Regions from separate parts of the Mus musculus genome. Here regions 1, 2, 4, 5 and 6 are each linked to region 3. The links are chromatin contacts, called in public Hi-C maps. All regions are on one chromosome and are shown on one strand. The core of a region is the stretch at or near the end of the contact, and the rest is flanking DNA. Distances in the headings are between cores, read along the strand shown. Region 1 overlaps Lrmda (leucine rich melanocyte differentiation associated). Region 2 has its middle 20 kb from the start of Gm10248. Region 3 overlaps Kcnma1 (potassium large conductance calcium-activated channel, subfamily M, alpha member 1). Region 4 overlaps Gm10248 (predicted gene 10248). Region 5 overlaps Lrmda (leucine rich melanocyte differentiation associated). Region 6 has its middle 38 kb from the start of Gm10248.

Region 1 (2,700 bases), core at 101-2,600, 370 kb before region 3:
TTTAGTCCTGGTTATAAGCAGCCTGAGCAGTTAGAGCACAAATGGACATTTACTGCATCCTCCCCAAGGCTTCCTCTATGCTGGCTCTTTTTCAGATACTATTACCAAAGCTTACCAGTATGTAATATTACCTTTGATTTTTTTTTTTGTGGGCATCACAGACCAGGCAGCTTTTGCCTTCAGCAACTGCATGATGCCTCTTCTAGTACTGCCAGTCAGCTTCCCCAATCACACACACACACACACACACACACACACACACACACACACACACACAGAGAGAGAGAGAGAGAGAGAGAGAGACAGAGAGACAGAGAGACAGAGAGACAGAGAGAGAGACAGAGAGAGAGAGACAGACAGACAGAGAGACAGAGAGAGGCAGAGGCAGAGACAGAGAGGCAGAGAGAGACAGATAGACAGACACACACACACACACACACAGAGAGAGAGAGAGAGAGAGAGAGAGAGAGAGAGAGAGAGAGAGAGAGTATTGTCATGACCATTGATTTCTTTGCTGTTCACTGTTACAGTGATGAGCCACAGTGAGGCCCAGGCTGCAAGCTCTCTGCTTTAATTATTCATCCTTATGAAGAACAATTCCCCTTCTGTGCTTTCGTCTCCTCCAGCCCTGACCTGAGCACACAAAGCTCTTTCCTTTTCTTCCCATAGCACCTTGTGTGTGGAAGGGTCTTTCAGGGGTGTGCTTAATTCTGTGTATGCCTCTACTTTGTAGTCTGTTTTCTGCCAAGGGGGTCAGGAGGGCATGTGGAGAAGCCAGATGGCTTCCCTCTTCCCTCAGGAAACTGCTATTTAGCTGGGCACCTTCCCAGCTCCAGGCAGGGTTGAGATTCCACTGTTTGGGGAAGAGCTGGTTCAAATGCCACTGTCCCTGACTTGACAGCTCCAGATTCCTCTAGGCTACACACTTTTCTACTTCACTGCAACTGGCTGAGGTTTTCTGCCAGGAACAGCACTTTAGGAGACATTAGGTAGGGGTGGGAAGAGAAGTGTTGGGGAAGAGAGCGGATGGGGAAGAGAGCAACTGGGTTATTTATTGCCTCTGCTCAGACACAGGTTTCCGTTATTTTAATCCAACTGTAAGAAGAAACCAGTGTCCATGGACAGAAAAGCAGAGAACCAACACAGTTAAGCCTGAAGATGCTCGTTCCTCCCCTTGCAGAGAACTAACAAACACAGTTAAGCCTGAAGATGCCCGTTCCCTCCCCCCAGGAGTCTTCATGCCCCTACCCCACTCCTCCTCTCCTCAACTTTTGAAAAGCCAAGCAGTTTAACTGGCCAGACCCCGGGAACTTATTTGTATGCAGCACAAATTTCAGAATCTGTTCTCAGCCTGTGCCGAGTGAAAAATGGCCTGCATTTTCTTGATAGCCCATGTGGTTGTAAAGAATAAATGGCTAATGAATTACAGATGAACATTGACGCAAATTAATCTTCCCGCTGTCCCTGGGTTATATGGCAGCCATTTAAAAGTTTAATCAATACACTAAAGTTGAAAACATGCAGGCACTGCAGTTGCTTGGATGTAATAAACATCAGAGGGAACCGGGAGGCTCGCACCCACTCCATGTATCATAATGACAGGTATTTATGTTTAATGGACTAAATATTTTTTATTGGAAGGGAGCAAATGTCAGCTTAACTTTGTGAGCCCTGCATTCAACTTTCCTTTGAGGTTGGTGAAAGACGGCTGACGTGTCATTGGAAACGAAATGTTACAGGGGGAAAGAGGCACCACGGAGACAAAGCGAGGATCAGGAGCCGCTGGGAGACCGTGGTGCAATGGTAACACAGTGCAGTGATTCATTAAGGAAAACGTAAACCCTGATATTTCTAATGCTGCTGTAAAAGGCTTTACTAGGAACAACTTTAATGGTTATTAGTGAAAACAAGTGCCCAGATCTGCCAGATATCCTGTTCAGTGCAGGCTTTTGTTTGAAAACTCTTTACCAGGTCATATTTGCTGGAGATTTATAATTAGTCTCTATTCTTAATGTGAGAAATGGAGGCAAACAGCGTGATGGCTCTCAGCCCTTGGATTTCATAGATCTTTCCTTTTGAAAGCTGTCCAATGGCTTTAAATAACCATGTGTTCTCTTCTGGAATACTTATATCTTAATTACTTTTCAAGTCTATATTTTGTAGCACTGCTGTGAGTCTGGCTGGACTATGGAGGCTGAAGGAAAGGGGACTTGGCCAGGCATGGTGCCATCTCTTTCAGCAGACAGAAATAAGGCAGAGATGGCTTCATCTGATGACCAAGAAAAAACAAAAACAAAAAACAACACAACAAACAAACAAACAACCCAACAACCATACAACTAGCTTTTGATTCTTCCCCCTTTCCAAATAAAACAGACCAAATAAGTCACCCCTATAGGGATAGGAGGATTTGAAAAATGGCATACATTGGTAGAAATAAATAGAAACATGTCAGACAATAGACAGCTTGTGTTGAAAGCTCTTCTGCAACCACTTGTCTGAGGTACAGATTCCATGTCAGGTCACTTAATAGCTTGTTTTAGAGGGAACTTCTTCGGGAGATATTGAGGTGTGATGTTACGACGAAGAAATGGGAGTACAAGATAGAGATAATTTAAGTACATGGCATGGTTAATACTTTAAAAATACAGACCTCCTGCCTGGCCTGAGAGGTTTGTGGCACAGGCGCCGGCGGGAGCC
Region 2 (2,700 bases), core at 181-2,680, 280 kb before region 3:
ATAAAAAAGGCAATAAGTATACAGTAGAGACACAACTCACAACTCCTTTTCCAAATATGTTCAACCCATGGTTCATTACATCCATAGATTTAGAAAACCAACTCTAAAAGCAGTATTAAAAGAAAATAATGAAGTAATTATCATTCCAAACTTCCTTTGTTTGTTTGTTTGTTTGTTTAGATGTGGTCTCTGGAAAACTTGGACTTTTCCCCTAGAACAAGCATTTGGCAAATGAGCAAGCGAAGAAAGACTGCATTTATTTCTCATATGTGGAAGGTGTGTGTGTGTGTGTGTGTGTGTGTGTGTGTGTGTGCTATTTGAAAGGAGGGGGTGAATCTATTGGGGTGTTGAAGACAGAGTAGTAAGTATGAGCATAGTGTAATGATGTATATGTATGAACATATCATTACCTTGTATGCTAGGAAAGCAAAGTAGTGGAGACATCTAAGGCCTCCATGCATGTTACACTAAACTGTGGTCTTAGATGCCAAAGGAAACTGAGTTAAAATCCAATCTGCTACTTCCTGGTTATAAGCCTGCAGGAGACACAGCATCAGTGCCAGCCTCAGTTTCCTCACCTGAACACAGGATGCAGAAAAACACCATGGTGTTAAAAATATTGAATGGTTACCATATATGCCACGTGCTGAAAGATGACTGATGGGGTGAGCACGGAACCTGTGGCTGCCTCTGCAGCCTGGCAGGTCTAACAAATCAAACCCAGAGAATGCACCTCAGCTGCAAGCCTAGTGGGCCAAATCTCCAAGATCTTTGCATGGTTGTTCCTCTATGCAGCTTGACCCAAGATTTCTTTCAATTAAGTTGATTGGTGCTAGTTGGTATAATTCTGGCATATTCTCCACAGTTGTCTGTTTTCTTATGGTTGACCACTGAGTTGTATTAGCCTGTAGGAACTTGTCTGTAGCCACTTCCTTTTCATACAGCCATGGTCTGTAATGACTTATGTCCCAGACCTGACACTTCTGCACAGCACAGCCAGAGGGAGATCATACAGGCAGATGTAGGTGACAACCGCAAGGCATTATGGGATCCCTCTCAGGTCTTGTTCATTTATAAACACCACCCAAGGAATGTGCTGGCTTTCTCCTTTCTTTCATTCTCCTCTCCTGCCTAGACCCCACCAAAAAATAAATAAAGAACAGAGGCAAGATCTGTTTTGTTTCAACTTTTAAAAGCCTTTGAAGGTGTAAGTATTTGTGAACAATAAAAAAAAAATGCATTTTGTTCTCTTAACTGCTGCTCGGGTGGTGAAGCACTTCCCCCTCAACTCCTCATAGAGAGGGACAGGGTGCCAGTGTGCCTTATGGAGGACTCTGGCCCTTTCGTACCCTGCCAGGAGGGCCCTCTGATTGGGCTCAGCTAAAGTACAAAGTCCGCTGTAGAGCTTGCAATAAACAAAGGCAATGAGTCACAGCAACAGCACCAGCACTGGCAAAGGAAGTCTTCACTGTCTGGCCCCTCCCTTGCTGGAGTGTGGGTGGGGACCAGGGAAAGGAACCCACAGAGGAAGACTTCTTGTCTATAATGGATCCCAGATGCCAAGGGCTGAGCTCTGATATTCTCCAGTCCTGAAGCACCTAGGCTTTGATTTTGATTTTATTTTGTATGGGTCGAAGGACAGAATCCGTATGCATGGGCCTCAGATCTCAAGCTGACAGTTTGACATTAAATAAAGCATTAAACCCAAATGTTAATTTTTCCCCAGTGTGCCTGCGTGTGGTCTTACCTCCCTCTCTGCCCTATGGCTCTCAACTCCCTCTTCTAAGGCTTCTTTATCTACCACTTTTTAAGGTTACAAAGAGGTTGATGCTCTTGGCTATGCATTCCTCAACCCAAGGATGAGAAGGCAGGGCTGACAGTATTTCTATAGTGTTCCTCCCTGTGGATGAAATAAAGCTTGAAATATGTTGGATTTTAGTCCCAACCTCAATTGTCATCATTTCTGGTCCAATCTAATAGTGGATAGCATGAAAATCTAATCTGTGCTTTAGAGAAACAATATACTGACTCTTTCTCTTTCTCTTGCTATATAGAGAAAAGCAAAGCAAAGATGTTTTTGTTTTTGTTTTTACTTACAGGTAAAACTATTTCGCTGTATACTAAAAATGTATAACTTCTAGGATCTAGGGCTGCCCTGGTTTGCTTGTTATACTAGACTGTCAAGTCTCCACTCATTTCATTTATCAGTGGCTAAAGGCAAGGACTCTGAAAGAAGGCCAGTTTGAACCATTGTGGTTAGCAAAGCCCTTCCAATCCACCTTATAGATGGGAGATCCATGAGGATTCTGATGAAGCACAGACCCACAATATTCTCCTTTTGATCTGACGGACACTGGATCTCCATCAAGACAAGGGGGCTTTGCAGGAACGCAGAAGCCAAGCTGACTTCCAGATGGGAGGGAAATGCAAGTGCCACCTGGGAATGCTGATGGTCTGGTTTGGTCATTAAGAAACCCTCTGCTAACAGAAAGCTTCCATCTGAGCCGTTAAGAATTTACTAGTTTTGTCTCTCAACCCCTACTGCGGGAGACCCCTGAACCTTTATTTTTCTCCCAAGGCTGTCCTGGGTTTTCTTCTTTAACATTGGCCCTGATTTATGCTATGTCCACATTTCCCTGGATAGTACCATCTTTTGAGTTATACATCATCAGAGTGACTCATTCTGATGATGTATGGCCC
Region 3 (2,700 bases), core at 181-2,680:
CTGAAGAGCTGGGATGGAAAATGTCCCCGGCTTAAATATACGAATGCTGCGTAACGGAGAGCATTTCACATGGCTCAGGTCGCACAGGAAGATCAAGGATACGTTCTCTTTACAAAGAGGGACAGAAAATATATTTAATTATCCTCTCTTTGGGTTTTACCAATGTCTGCATATTTACAGAAAGCAGTTCTAGGAAAAGTAGCTGATCTCTCAGATATAATTCTTATCTCATGGCTTCTATGACTACATGAGAAATGAAAACAAAAGAGAGACTTAAGCTCACTCGCTTTCACGAAAGACAAACATGTTCAAGCAGCAGCGAGCCACTGCCTTGGGAGCACAAAGAGTCACAGGCTTGAACTTAACCTGCTTTCTGGCTCATTGCAATCTACCTTTCTAGCATCTTCCCATGCCTCCACACGAGCTGAATGAAGAGGTGTTCCTTTAAAGAAACCTGACTTGCCAGCTTCTTTAAAACACAAACAAGTTCGAGAATCTAATGTGGAATTTTTATAGGAGCCAAACTCTCCCAAGTCTTTGAGCCCTCGTAAAATTCAAGGGCTTGTTTTTGCGCATCCCTAAGTATAACACTTAATGTTCTGTTGTAACTTCCCAGCGCTCTCTTGTCTAATAGGCCCTGAATCTAACAGTTTTACAGTTTGGGGAGAAGAGTCAGCGTTAGGAAAATGTCAGGCAGGTCTAATGAGGCTTCAGATCCCCTCGTTGGCGCTGGAGTTTAATTTAAACTTACAATGATGTTTTAACATGTTTGCGTTTTCTTGACTAAAGAGGATTCATTATTTCGGTGACATAACCTCCAGACAATGCTCTGGGAATTGATTTAAGATGTGGTGGTAATTCCAACAGCCTTAATGCAGAGCTGAACATCTGTAACAACATTTCGCTCTCCTTCACATCAGCGTTCTGTTTTTAAGCAAGAGCAAAGCAACGTCTTCCAGAAACATTGGCCGGGGGCTGGGGCTTACTTCAAAATGATCAGATATTTTACAAGATTTTTTTTTAAAGCAACCCCTGCCTTTGTCTTCCTCTCCAGACTGCAAGTATTATGCCAGAGACCACTGGCGCTTCTTGTAAGGATCCGTGAGGTGGAGTGGGTAATGACTGTGACTTTCAGGTTGCCCAAGTAGCCTGTTACTTACATGGAATGAATCCACCAGTCCCCTCCAGCCCCGGGCATTTTCCCTCCTCCCTGTTTTCCCCAAGAGATTAAGGAGGGCAGAGTGGGGTGGGGTGGAGATGAAGCTCTGAGATTTAAAGGTGAGTTTGTTGGCTGGAGTTAAAAAATAGCTCAAAGCAAATAAACTCAGAAAAGTAATAAAAGGTAACAACTCATAAACATGAGTCAAACAGCTATCTCCATTACGTTATTAATGACCACATCTGGAGTAACCCACATCTGCACACACTTAGCAGATCATTAGTAATGTCATATTCACACTGGAGTCACTTAGAATAAATGGCATGCATAGTGGTATTGAACACAAAGGCATCAAACTGAAGGGGCTTCCTACTGAAGTCAGGGTGCAAGCTGCTAGTCGGAGAGTGGGGTTGTTTTCATGATCATCCATTGGTTTTGTTTTTTGGTTGTTTTTTTTTTTTTAATGGCTTTTCTCTTTCAAATTTTGTGGCCCAAAGAAGTTAAATGCATGCTGAAAGCCACAGTAGCTCTCTGTCTTCTGCAACTGAGCTTAGTGTGTTACAGTGAAACGCTGAGGGGTACCAGGCAACTGTTAAACACTGGGACAAAGCCCAGCACTCCTTCACCTGGCTTGGGCACGTGTGGAGAATTGGGAGTCGCATTCTTGTGCATAAATGGGTCTTTGTGATAGCGGGCTCTAGCTTCAACCTTGACTGCCAAACAATAAGGAGAGAAGAAAATTGAAATTAATCCCGAATGAAATTGTTCATTACAAAAGTTACCCACTGTTTTTTAACATTAAATACAACCATCATTTTGTGTTAGAATGGAAGTTTCTCCCTTGTGGCTGAATGGCAGATTTTCCCCACCCCCACCCCTCAAGTGTCCATCTAAAATACTCTCTGGAGGGGTGACATGTAAAACTTAAAGAAGACATTCTCCTTTATGCAGAAATTTCTAAAAGTATATAGAGCTCCTCTTCTCTCCTACAATGCACACACACACATACCCCAAAACTAATATCTTAGCAGGATCAGGCAGATTATCTTCTGGAAAGTACTGGAGAAAGTCCTGCTCAATACTGTTCATGTTTCATGTCTTTATCCCTCAGTATTAAACTATGGAAGGCCCGATCAGCCATCTTGGTTTTGATACCACTGCTCAGCTTGGTTTAAATCTAAATGTCATGCATTGGACACTCAGAAAGAGTAGTGTGGCCGGATCATTCAGGGCAGAGCTCAGAGGTAGAGTGCTTGCTTAGCATGAGTGATGGCCTGGGTTCTAGCCCCAGCATCACTAGAAAGGGGGAGATTGTGATGTGCCACGTTTCCCTGAGCCATCTGTACCATCAGTTCCATCAGAGAGACACAAGTACTTTCTAGAGTGGTCCTGTTTGATCTACAGCTGCTCTCTGGCAAACACTGAGGACAAACAGTGACCGCACAATTGCTGTTGTCAAGGTTAATAATAGCATGCTTCCTTTCCTCTCCTCCAAGACAGACCACAGAAGTCCCGGTGACATTGTCATTCTGCAGAGAGAG
Region 4 (2,700 bases), core at 22-2,521, 310 kb before region 3:
CCACTCCATGCATTTCTAAATGACAAGGCAACTAGGTATCAATCTTGATATGTAGAGAGAAAACTCAAGCTGACAGTTAGAGGAGACAGAGGGCGGGGGAGGCACTACCCATCTCTCTCTCATCCCAAATGTCACTCCTCCTTTGCCTGGGCTGTGCAGGCCACATTGATAAAGAAATGAGCAGACACTTGAAAGTTTCTGACAGGTGTCATGGGTGCAGACACAGAGTGGCCGGGAGGGATGGAGCTTGATGTGACAGTGGCAGAGCCATTGAGGCTGGCTCCAGGACACACAGAGTTTGGTGGATGTCAATTCTAATTCTTGTCATACCCCAATTCCAGAGTGGTGTCTACAAATGGACAAAGCCAGAGGGAAGTGTTCAGAGAACTTTGCAATGACATGCTAAACAACTGATGCTACCAAGCCACAACAATGTAGGAGTGGCTGCTATGGTGGACGCCTCCATCTGGGGCTGGTTAGAGGGGGATGTGGGGCTGGTCCCACTGGTTTCCTGTGTCTATTTGCTCTCTGTGTTCTTATTCTACTCTCTCTTTCATAGGTTTCCATTTTGAAACTCTTTTCCACATTTGGTGGGGGAGGAGTTGGGGGGGAGAGCAGAGTGCTAACATTCCCCATGTCTAGATCCTAAGATAATTTGATCATTTTAAAACAGCAGTCTCTGTTACAGATCCTCTAGGATCTATTTGGCAAACCTTCTCCCCTCTAACGCAGTCAGAGAATGATTTATAATGGTAGGCCAGAGCTGGCTTCTCAGAAACTGTGTGCAAAACAGTTTCATAAATATTGCTCTCTTGCATTATTTTGAAATATTACTTCTTTTTAATGTTCTGCCAAAGTCAAATTTTTTTGCTTACTAAAAATCCATGGGCAGGCTTCCTACTCAGCCAAAGTAACAGGTGGTACCCAAGTTCACCTGGTGGGAGAGGCTGTTCTGATTTTCTCTAGCCCCAAACTGAGGTTAGGGGCATGATGGATAACAGCAGATGTGTGGATAATCTTTAATCCAAACCTCCAGCCTGCTAGCACAATATATTTCTTTAATAGTTCTTAACTCAATATATTGGCTTGTAGTTAAGTATCTCTAAATAGCATGAGGATTTGATAAGTACATTCATTTATTTAAAAAATAAATAAATAAACTTGACAAAAATTTGATAAAATAGGCAGTGGCACCCATATAAGCTCCAAGTTTGGTTTCTGCTGAAAATTTCTTGGGGCCTTGAGCATGGTCATAAATCAACTGTGGTGTTGATCTCAACCCCCAAATGCTATGAGTCACTGCTGAAGAGAATGCTGGTGTCACAGTGACCCAAAACACACTAGAACTTTTCGGGAAGCAGGCCAGGAGGGGATATTTTTTGTTGTAACATTTACCATGGAATGTTGAAATGAGTTTACTGTCATATCACAGCTTCTCTGCTGTTACAACACACTTTGATAAAACCCAACTTTACTTCCTTCCTGGTTTTGTATTTGGGAATTAGGTGGCCCTTTCAATGAAGCATCATTCTAAGCCTGTCCATCAGCAATGATGCTAGCAGCTTTCATTATTTTAGCTTCATTGGCTTTTCTTACAAACGAGCAAAAGTCTAACTCATTCTTAATAGATATCTACTAATTACTATTTACTTTGGCCTCTTCTGCTTTAACAGTACAGATATCTTCTCCCATTTTCTTCACAGTATTTTTACATGAGCAAAAGTTACTGAATTTGATGTGATGTTTTCTTAACCTTTATTTTTTGATTAATGTTCTTTCAATGTATTAAAATATTCACTTTATCCCACATACATTACCAGATTTTTAACTTCCAATCTTATTTTGCCTTTCATATTTACATCTAAAGTCCACCCAGAATTTCAAAACTATTTGTGTTTTAAGCTGATCAAATTTTATTAAATAAGCAGAAATTGTAATTATTTGACATCTGATAAACATTTTTTTAAACTAAAATATCAAAATGAACTCTTCAAAGCTCAAAAACTACCCCAGAGAATTATTTCAAACATGCAAATTAGAAGCAACTACAATCTCATATTAACTCTTCAGGAGAAATGAGTGTGCATGCTATTTGCCCCCTCGTTTTATATGCTATGTATAACCAGCAGACAAATACAGAAATAAAAAGCTACACTAAAGGCAAACTCTAGACAAATTATTAGCAAATTAAAACTCAAATATTTTAAGTTTTTTATTTTTGAAATTAAAATTTTAAAATTGAATAATATTTAAAAATTTTTAACCACTGGGAATGGTAGGACAAGGCATTATTTCTGTCACTCAGAAGGCAGAAGTGGATCTGAATTTTGAGGCCAGCATGGTAAGTTAATCACCAAGTGTGGGACTGTGATAGGCAGCCTATTTTGGTTGAATGGGGTATGCTCTGGTGACCCAATAGAGAAATCTACAAAGGATGGAAAGGTGAGCCACATTCCCAGAATCAGGTGCTTGTCCATAATTCTGTGACTCAGTCACACAGACAATGTCCCAAGCTTCTGGCATTTTGGCTAGACTCCACCCCCACAGTTACCTGACTTTTGCCAGGTATGCTCCTCCCCACAGTTACCTGGCAACAGTAAGATAGCCCAGGCCACTATAAGAGAGGCTGTTTGGCCCCTCCTCACTCTCTTTAGCCCTCACCTTTCTTACTCTCTAGCTCTCCTTTCTTTCCCTTTCCCC
Region 5 (2,700 bases), core at 115-2,614, 480 kb before region 3:
ATATGTAGCAAAGGATGGCCTAGTAGGCCATCAATGGGATGAAAGGCCCTTCGAAAGGTCTTTCAAAGATTATATGCCCCAGTACAGGGGAATGCCAGACTAGGAAGCAGGAGTGGGTGGGTTGGGGAACAGGGTGGGGAGAGGGTATAGGGGACTTTCGGGATAGCATTTGAAATGCAAATGAAGAAAATATCTAATAAAGAAAAAGAAAAAGTAATAATATCAATGTTAAGTACACAACCTGTGAGTACTGCACACTTAATCTTCCTGCTTCTCTGGGACGTTTAGGCTCAAGGTGTCTTCTTGCTTTAAAGAGCAGATGAGAAAAGAGAAACATCCCCAATGAGTCGAGCCAAAACCCACAAGCAAAGCATGGTGAAGTCGGGGAGCAGGAGGAATGTCTCTTATTTTCCTGCAGGGCCTCTTGGTAGCCACATTGTTAATTGCAGGAAGAGATTTGAAAAGTGACCTGGCCAGAGGGTCTGTGAGCATCAGAAGTGACAAGTCACATAGTTGAGGGGAGTAAAGAGCCAGGGAAGAAGGGAGAGTGAATGGGTGCCATTATTCCATGTCATTGTAACTATAGGTGCACATGCTCTTACCTGGCACATTTCTCTTTGTCCCCACTGAACCCAAAGAATCGTCAACTACCATAATCTCCAGAGCCTGGAAGGGATTCGGGGAAAAAGCCAAAGAAATGATTAAAGAGCTGAAGAAGCCACAGATTCAGTGGGTGTCTCCTCTCTGCACCATGAGCACTGCCTTGTAGGACAGTCAAACAACTAGATAAGTGTTGTTTTGCCCAAGGCAGACAAAAAGGTATGGGAAACATGTCTCCACTCTAGTTGCCAACAGCCAATAAATTTTTGTGTCTTTTTCCTTCCAAGTGGACTGTCAGTAAATATATTTTTTTAAAGTTTTATTGAACAGGGTGACCTCAAATTTATTTGTACTTTTTTTTCAATGAGACTCTGAGCAATTGCAGACTCTCGTCGCTGCAGGCTCCGGTGAGCTTCAAAACAGCCTGTGTTCCTTTCCCAACTCAGTTCTACCCAGGGAAACAGCTACTCTTCTTTGTTGCCAACTTTGTCTGGAGACTAACAGGGTGAGATTGAAAACCCCCTCATCGGACACATGTCACCTCTCATGCCTGTTTCTGGCTTCCTTTGGGTGTGTGAGCAGACTCATTTTATTAAACCATTTTTCAGGGGACAGATGGGAAATCTGTCTTTCCCATTAGTCACCAGAAAGTGACCCCAGCAGCTGTGGAGAGAATTGGTCAAGCTGTTGTAACCAACTAGGCCAGAGTGGGAAAAGACACCAAGCCTTGTCACAAGGTCCCAGGCATTCCCAGGAGCCCTAGAACGGCTGAAGCCTTGTCATTAGCTAAACCTTGCTTGGCTGAGATCCTTCTCCACAGCCAAGGGTGAGGCACTGTGTGTCTAAGCAAGGAAGTGGGACAAAGACTGCTTACCATTTGGCATCCATGTTTAATTAGTTTCTTAATGTTATGGGGGGAAAACATGAAATAAATAAGGACAACTGACCACTCTATAATTTGTTTCTGAAGCTTGGCGAGACATAAAAGTCTACCTTCCAAAACCACACAGCATAATTTATTTTATGAGTCCCCCTCGGCACCAGGTCCAGGCTAACCTTGAGTTGAGAGGCTATGCCTTCTCTCCCTGGTGCTGGTGGTCACAGTGTGTCCTTTCTTGGCAGTGGCTCTGGGCCCAGCAAAACAGACCCGTGAAAGGCAAGTGGATTAATCATTCTGAAGGCATGCTCCACTCCAGCTATTCCTCTGCAGGATGCCTGAGAACCAGCAAGCGGCCACTGTAGCAATTCACAAGGGGACAGAAAGAGATGTCTGAAGACTCTCACACAAAAAGCAGGGGTAGAGATGGAAAGCTTTTATAGGATACTCACTGGAGTTTTCATTAAACTGAAAAGTATATACCAGAAAAGCAAAACAAAACAAAACAAAACAAAAAAATAGATCACCATTCCTGCAGCAGAAACTGTGACAAGACCAACCTTTTTATTACAATCAGGCTTTCTCTAAATATATTATGCCCCGCAGGTCAAAATGATTTACTTCTCTATTTGAGGACATCTGAATTCTATTCTGCTGTTGCCAGTATGTTCTCAGCTGTGCCAAAACTGAGCAGGTCTGTGGTTCCTTTGTAACATCAAAACGGAGGCATTTATCATAGAGATTTATCGTGGGACAGCCTGCCAGATGGTTTGGGTATTTTAAAGGTGAACTGCTCAGGCCTTGATTAGCTCACGCAGACTTCTAGTTAAGACAACTCTATCAGCAGCCCAGTAGAGAGATGCCTTCCTCCACCTCCCCTACCCACCCTCCCCCTGTTCTCAAAAGGCAGAAAATATTAATGTAATGGCAGATGTGGCATAGATTGTCATTTCAGAAAGAGAACCAAGCCATAACCAATCCCACTGATTGCATTCTAATTATAACATGACCCCCTGTTGCTTTGCATAGAGGCAGCATTCATTTTGGGGATCCCACTGTAAAACTTGCAGAGTCAACGACCCTCAAAGGGGCAATTGTAAGATTTAAGCTTAGGTTTTCTTTTTTCTTTTCTCTTCTCTACTTTTCTCCCTCCCTCCCTCCCTCCCTCCCTCCCTCCCTCCCTCCCTCCCTCCCTCCCTCCCCCCTCCTTCTTCTTCTTCTTC
Region 6 (2,700 bases), core at 15-2,514, 260 kb before region 3:
ATTAATCTCAGCATTACTTATGAGGGAGAAACAGAAAGCAGCTAAATGTCCATCTAGGTTAGTATAGACTTAAAGAATGGTGGGAAGCTCATTGCATGGTGTATTAAATTGATACATATAATAGAAAGATTACTATTAGATATATAATAAATGTCGTTGAAGACTATGTATAACATAGCTCATTCTCTGTGAGAGTACAAAAGAACAAAATAAATAATGTATTCAATATGCTTAAGCACATGTATGTGCACACATGAGTGTACACACACACACACCATGGGAACAGTGAAGGGTTCTAAGTAGGTCCAAACATTTCTGGCAATGTCCTCCTTTTTAAATTGGAGTTTAAGGACTTCTGTTGTATTATTAACTCATATGCATGTCCTGTTTCCCTGAATCAAAGAACATATGCTTTTAAAATACAGCAGCAGGTTATATAATGAGCCTGCCCAAGCCAGTTGCCTTCCTATAAACCAAAGATAAACCTACTGAGACACTTATGGGGAAACAATCCTATTCAGAATACCCTAGCTCCCCAAATCATGGTTTCTATTAGGGATGCAATGACAAATACAATGAAAACTGTAAAGCACTGAAGAAGAAAGTAAAGGCTTTTGTTTTTTAAAAAGTCCCTAAATAGACTTTCCCAAACACATTTGAGACCTAACACTATTTGGCTTGTCCCTTTGTGGACTTGCCTCCTTCACTGCTACTAGCGCCGGAAGCAAGTCCCTGGCTGCTGCTGCTTGTGGCTTCGAAAGCCGGCAGACGGCATGGGTCCTCTGCCTTTTCAGTTCACTGCCATGCAGGTGGAAACTATTTTCCAACTTCACAGCTCTGAAAAAAAAAAAAGGAAGGATATTCGGTACCATGATAATAGTCCAAGTCCAACTGTCCTTACCCCCTTGCTGGAGCCTCCTGGTGAGTTGATACTATTTCCTGTTGCAGAAATCAGAGCTTATGACCCAGCACATGCTTTTAGTGGCTGTCTGCCTAAACATAACACATGATTTCCTTACCCACAGCCTATTGCTTTAGTCAAAGCCTGAACTGTGAGTGAGAAATTAGGTGTAAATTGCCCACTGAGCCTCATGGTGAGCAGCACTGTGTTTGGGGATGCAGTGATGTCAACAGAGAACTAGATAAGGGTGTGCTTTGTCTCTTTGATCAAACATATAACTCAAGAGACTAGCTCTGCGTGGTCAAAATACTGCCCCACACAGAGCAGGAAGACCTCCAGGGGCTGTGGCACTCATGGTCTCTTGGCTGAACAGACAGAAATTTGCTGTCTTGGCTGCATAAGCAATGCTTGCTCATTCTCATTCCGAGTCAACAGATATTTCTTGAGATTTATTGAGTGTTGGTTACAACTCCAGGATTCTGTGGCTGAAGACAAAGAAGAGAAGATGAATCCGAAATTATTCCCTGTCCTCAAGGAAGTTAAAGCAGACACAATGACGAAAACAAAGAGCTCAGGCTCCCATCTTAGCCCTGCTGTGAACTTGCTGGGTGGGCCAAGGCCAACCACTTTTTCTGTTGAGGGCTCCACTTCCTTGTTCATAAATTAAAGTGTTGGGATGGACGGTTTCACATGTTCTTCCAAAGCTAAAAATTTATGTTTATATGAGTCTGGTTGCACAGATAAGACTCATCAGAGAATTTTATGACTGTAAGTCACAGAGGCCCTCCCGGCACCCAGTTCCCTAGGATTGCAGACGTGCCAACTAAAGCCACAAAAGTGAGAGGCCTTCTTCAACACAGCTATAACCCAAGTGTCCTGGGAATAAGAGGATTCATGGGGAAGCATTCAGAATTAGGTATTTGAGGTACAATAAGGTCTTTCATTTGGGTTGGATGTAGACTATGCTTTATAGTAAAAGGCCAGTACATGGTAGGGAATCAGCAACAATGAAGGAGCAAACACGGGTCCTCTGGGTGAATTGTGTCCAAAGGAACAATAAAAAACACCAAGAGAAGTAAACAGGCATAGAGAGATACCACAGCATTTCCTGTTTCTTCTCTTAGCCTTGGGATCTACCTCCTAGCATAGTCTAGCCTAGCACCTACTGTCTAGCCTAGCCTCACTTTTGTTCTAATGTCCTTTCTGAGTTTTAGCCCAAGTTATCAGAAGATAGATGAATAGTTCCTTCATAGAAGTCTAAAAAAGAATACATGACAAAACACGTGTGGCAGGATCACACTGGACATTGCTAGAATAATTCTAGAGGAGCTGTGGCCTTATTCTTAATGTCTGTGAAGAGTAGGTGGACATGAGAAAGTCTACACAGACAGAAAATTTCTAGACATATTTATAGCAGGCAGGAAACTTTCTTCAAATACTAGGGATTAAATCAGTTAGCTGTTACCATGCAAGGAATTATTCCAAATTCAGTAGCTTAACACAGTAGTCATTCATTATTCCGTGTTCTCTATCTGTGGGTCATCTGGGTGTTCCTGATTCATATTAGGTTGGGTTCATCTCAATGACACAATGACTCAGTGTTTGAGGTTTGTGTACAGACCCTCTTCTGAACTAGGTTTAGTTAGGACATTTCCTCATTCTCCTGTCAAGACACAGTTTGCAGACTATTCCTGTGATAGTTTTCCTATGAAGTAACCGAGAAAAGGCATGCGTCTCTTGAGGCCTGTCTTTGAAACGCATAAGCAGTCTCTCCATTCAGCCGATCAATCACAGGGCTG

Evidence for each region. A called contact is a pair of places that touch in the nucleus more often than the background predicts.
Region 1: a contact with region 3 is called in a Hi-C map of uterus, with 12 times the contacts expected there. The contact joins two enhancer-like sites. A contact is called at or near these places in 4 of 484 Hi-C or Micro-C datasets (all in uterus).
Region 2: a contact with region 3 is called in a Hi-C map of uterus, with 5 times the contacts expected there. The contact joins two enhancer-like sites. A contact is called at or near these places in 2 of 484 Hi-C or Micro-C datasets (nephron progenitors and uterus) and 1 of 9 other capture datasets (embryonic stem cells).
Region 4: a contact with region 3 is called in a Hi-C map of uterus, with 6 times the contacts expected there. The contact joins two enhancer-like sites. A contact is called at or near these places in 2 of 39 promoter capture datasets (the 3T3-L1 cell line and hippocampal neurons), 8 of 484 Hi-C or Micro-C datasets (the C2C12 cell line, embryonic stem cells and uterus), 3 of 115 datasets of contacts at active chromatin or transcription factors (embryonic basal ganglia and embryonic stem cells) and 3 of 9 other capture datasets (embryonic stem cells, embryonic tail and embryonic trunk).
Region 5: a contact with region 3 is called in a Hi-C map of uterus, with 3 times the contacts expected there. The contact joins two enhancer-like sites. A contact is called at or near these places in 3 of 484 Hi-C or Micro-C datasets (nephron progenitors and uterus), 1 of 115 datasets of contacts at active chromatin or transcription factors (stem cell-derived neural progenitor cells) and 1 of 9 other capture datasets (embryonic trunk).
Region 6: a Hi-C map of uterus shows a contact between it and region 3, with 3 times the contacts expected there. The contact joins two enhancer-like sites. A contact is called at or near these places in 4 of 484 Hi-C or Micro-C datasets (the C2C12 cell line, the N1E-115 cell line and uterus) and 1 of 9 other capture datasets (embryonic stem cells).

Annotation. Positions count from the first base shown.
Region 1 is chr14:23,014,226-23,016,925 of GRCm38.p6, forward strand. All of the region lies in intron 6 of Lrmda (leucine rich melanocyte differentiation associated), which reads left to right. Among named protein-coding and RNA genes, the nearest start is that of Gm10248, 79 kb to the right of the region's middle. Within about 2 kb of position 1,351, at least 46 of the 459 cell types and tissues checked have an H3K27ac peak or open chromatin away from gene starts, as enhancers often do. A contact at or near this core is called in uterus, where this site is marked.
Region 2 is chr14:23,113,656-23,116,355 of GRCm38.p6, forward strand. No RefSeq gene overlaps it. Among named protein-coding and RNA genes, the nearest start is that of Gm10248, 20 kb to the left of the region's middle. Within about 2 kb of position 1,431, at least 52 of the 459 cell types and tissues checked have an H3K27ac peak or open chromatin away from gene starts, as enhancers often do. A contact at or near this core is called in uterus, where this site is marked.
Region 3 is chr14:23,389,136-23,391,835 of GRCm38.p6, forward strand. The region is part of intron 19 of Kcnma1 (potassium large conductance calcium-activated channel, subfamily M, alpha member 1); the gene reads right to left. Among named protein-coding and RNA genes, the nearest start is that of 5430425E15Rik, 120 kb to the right of the region's middle. Within about 2 kb of position 1,431, at least 17 of the 459 cell types and tissues checked have an H3K27ac peak or open chromatin away from gene starts, as enhancers often do. A contact at or near this core is called in uterus, where this site is marked.
Region 4 is chr14:23,083,635-23,086,334 of GRCm38.p6, forward strand. The region is part of intron 2 of Gm10248 (predicted gene 10248); the gene reads right to left. Among named protein-coding and RNA genes, the nearest start is that of Gm10248, 9.6 kb to the right of the region's middle. Within about 2 kb of position 1,272, at least 30 of the 459 cell types and tissues checked have an H3K27ac peak or open chromatin away from gene starts, as enhancers often do. A contact at or near this core is called in uterus, where this site is marked.
Region 5 is chr14:22,905,192-22,907,891 of GRCm38.p6, forward strand. The region is part of intron 6 of Lrmda (leucine rich melanocyte differentiation associated); the gene reads left to right. Among named protein-coding and RNA genes, the nearest start is that of Gm30783, 26 kb to the right of the region's middle. Within about 2 kb of position 1,365, at least 77 of the 459 cell types and tissues checked have an H3K27ac peak or open chromatin away from gene starts, as enhancers often do. A contact at or near this core is called in uterus, where this site is marked.
Region 6 is chr14:23,130,762-23,133,461 of GRCm38.p6, forward strand. No RefSeq gene overlaps it. Among named protein-coding and RNA genes, the nearest start is that of Gm10248, 38 kb to the left of the region's middle. Within about 2 kb of position 1,265, at least 29 of the 459 cell types and tissues checked have an H3K27ac peak or open chromatin away from gene starts, as enhancers often do. A contact at or near this core is called in uterus, where this site is marked.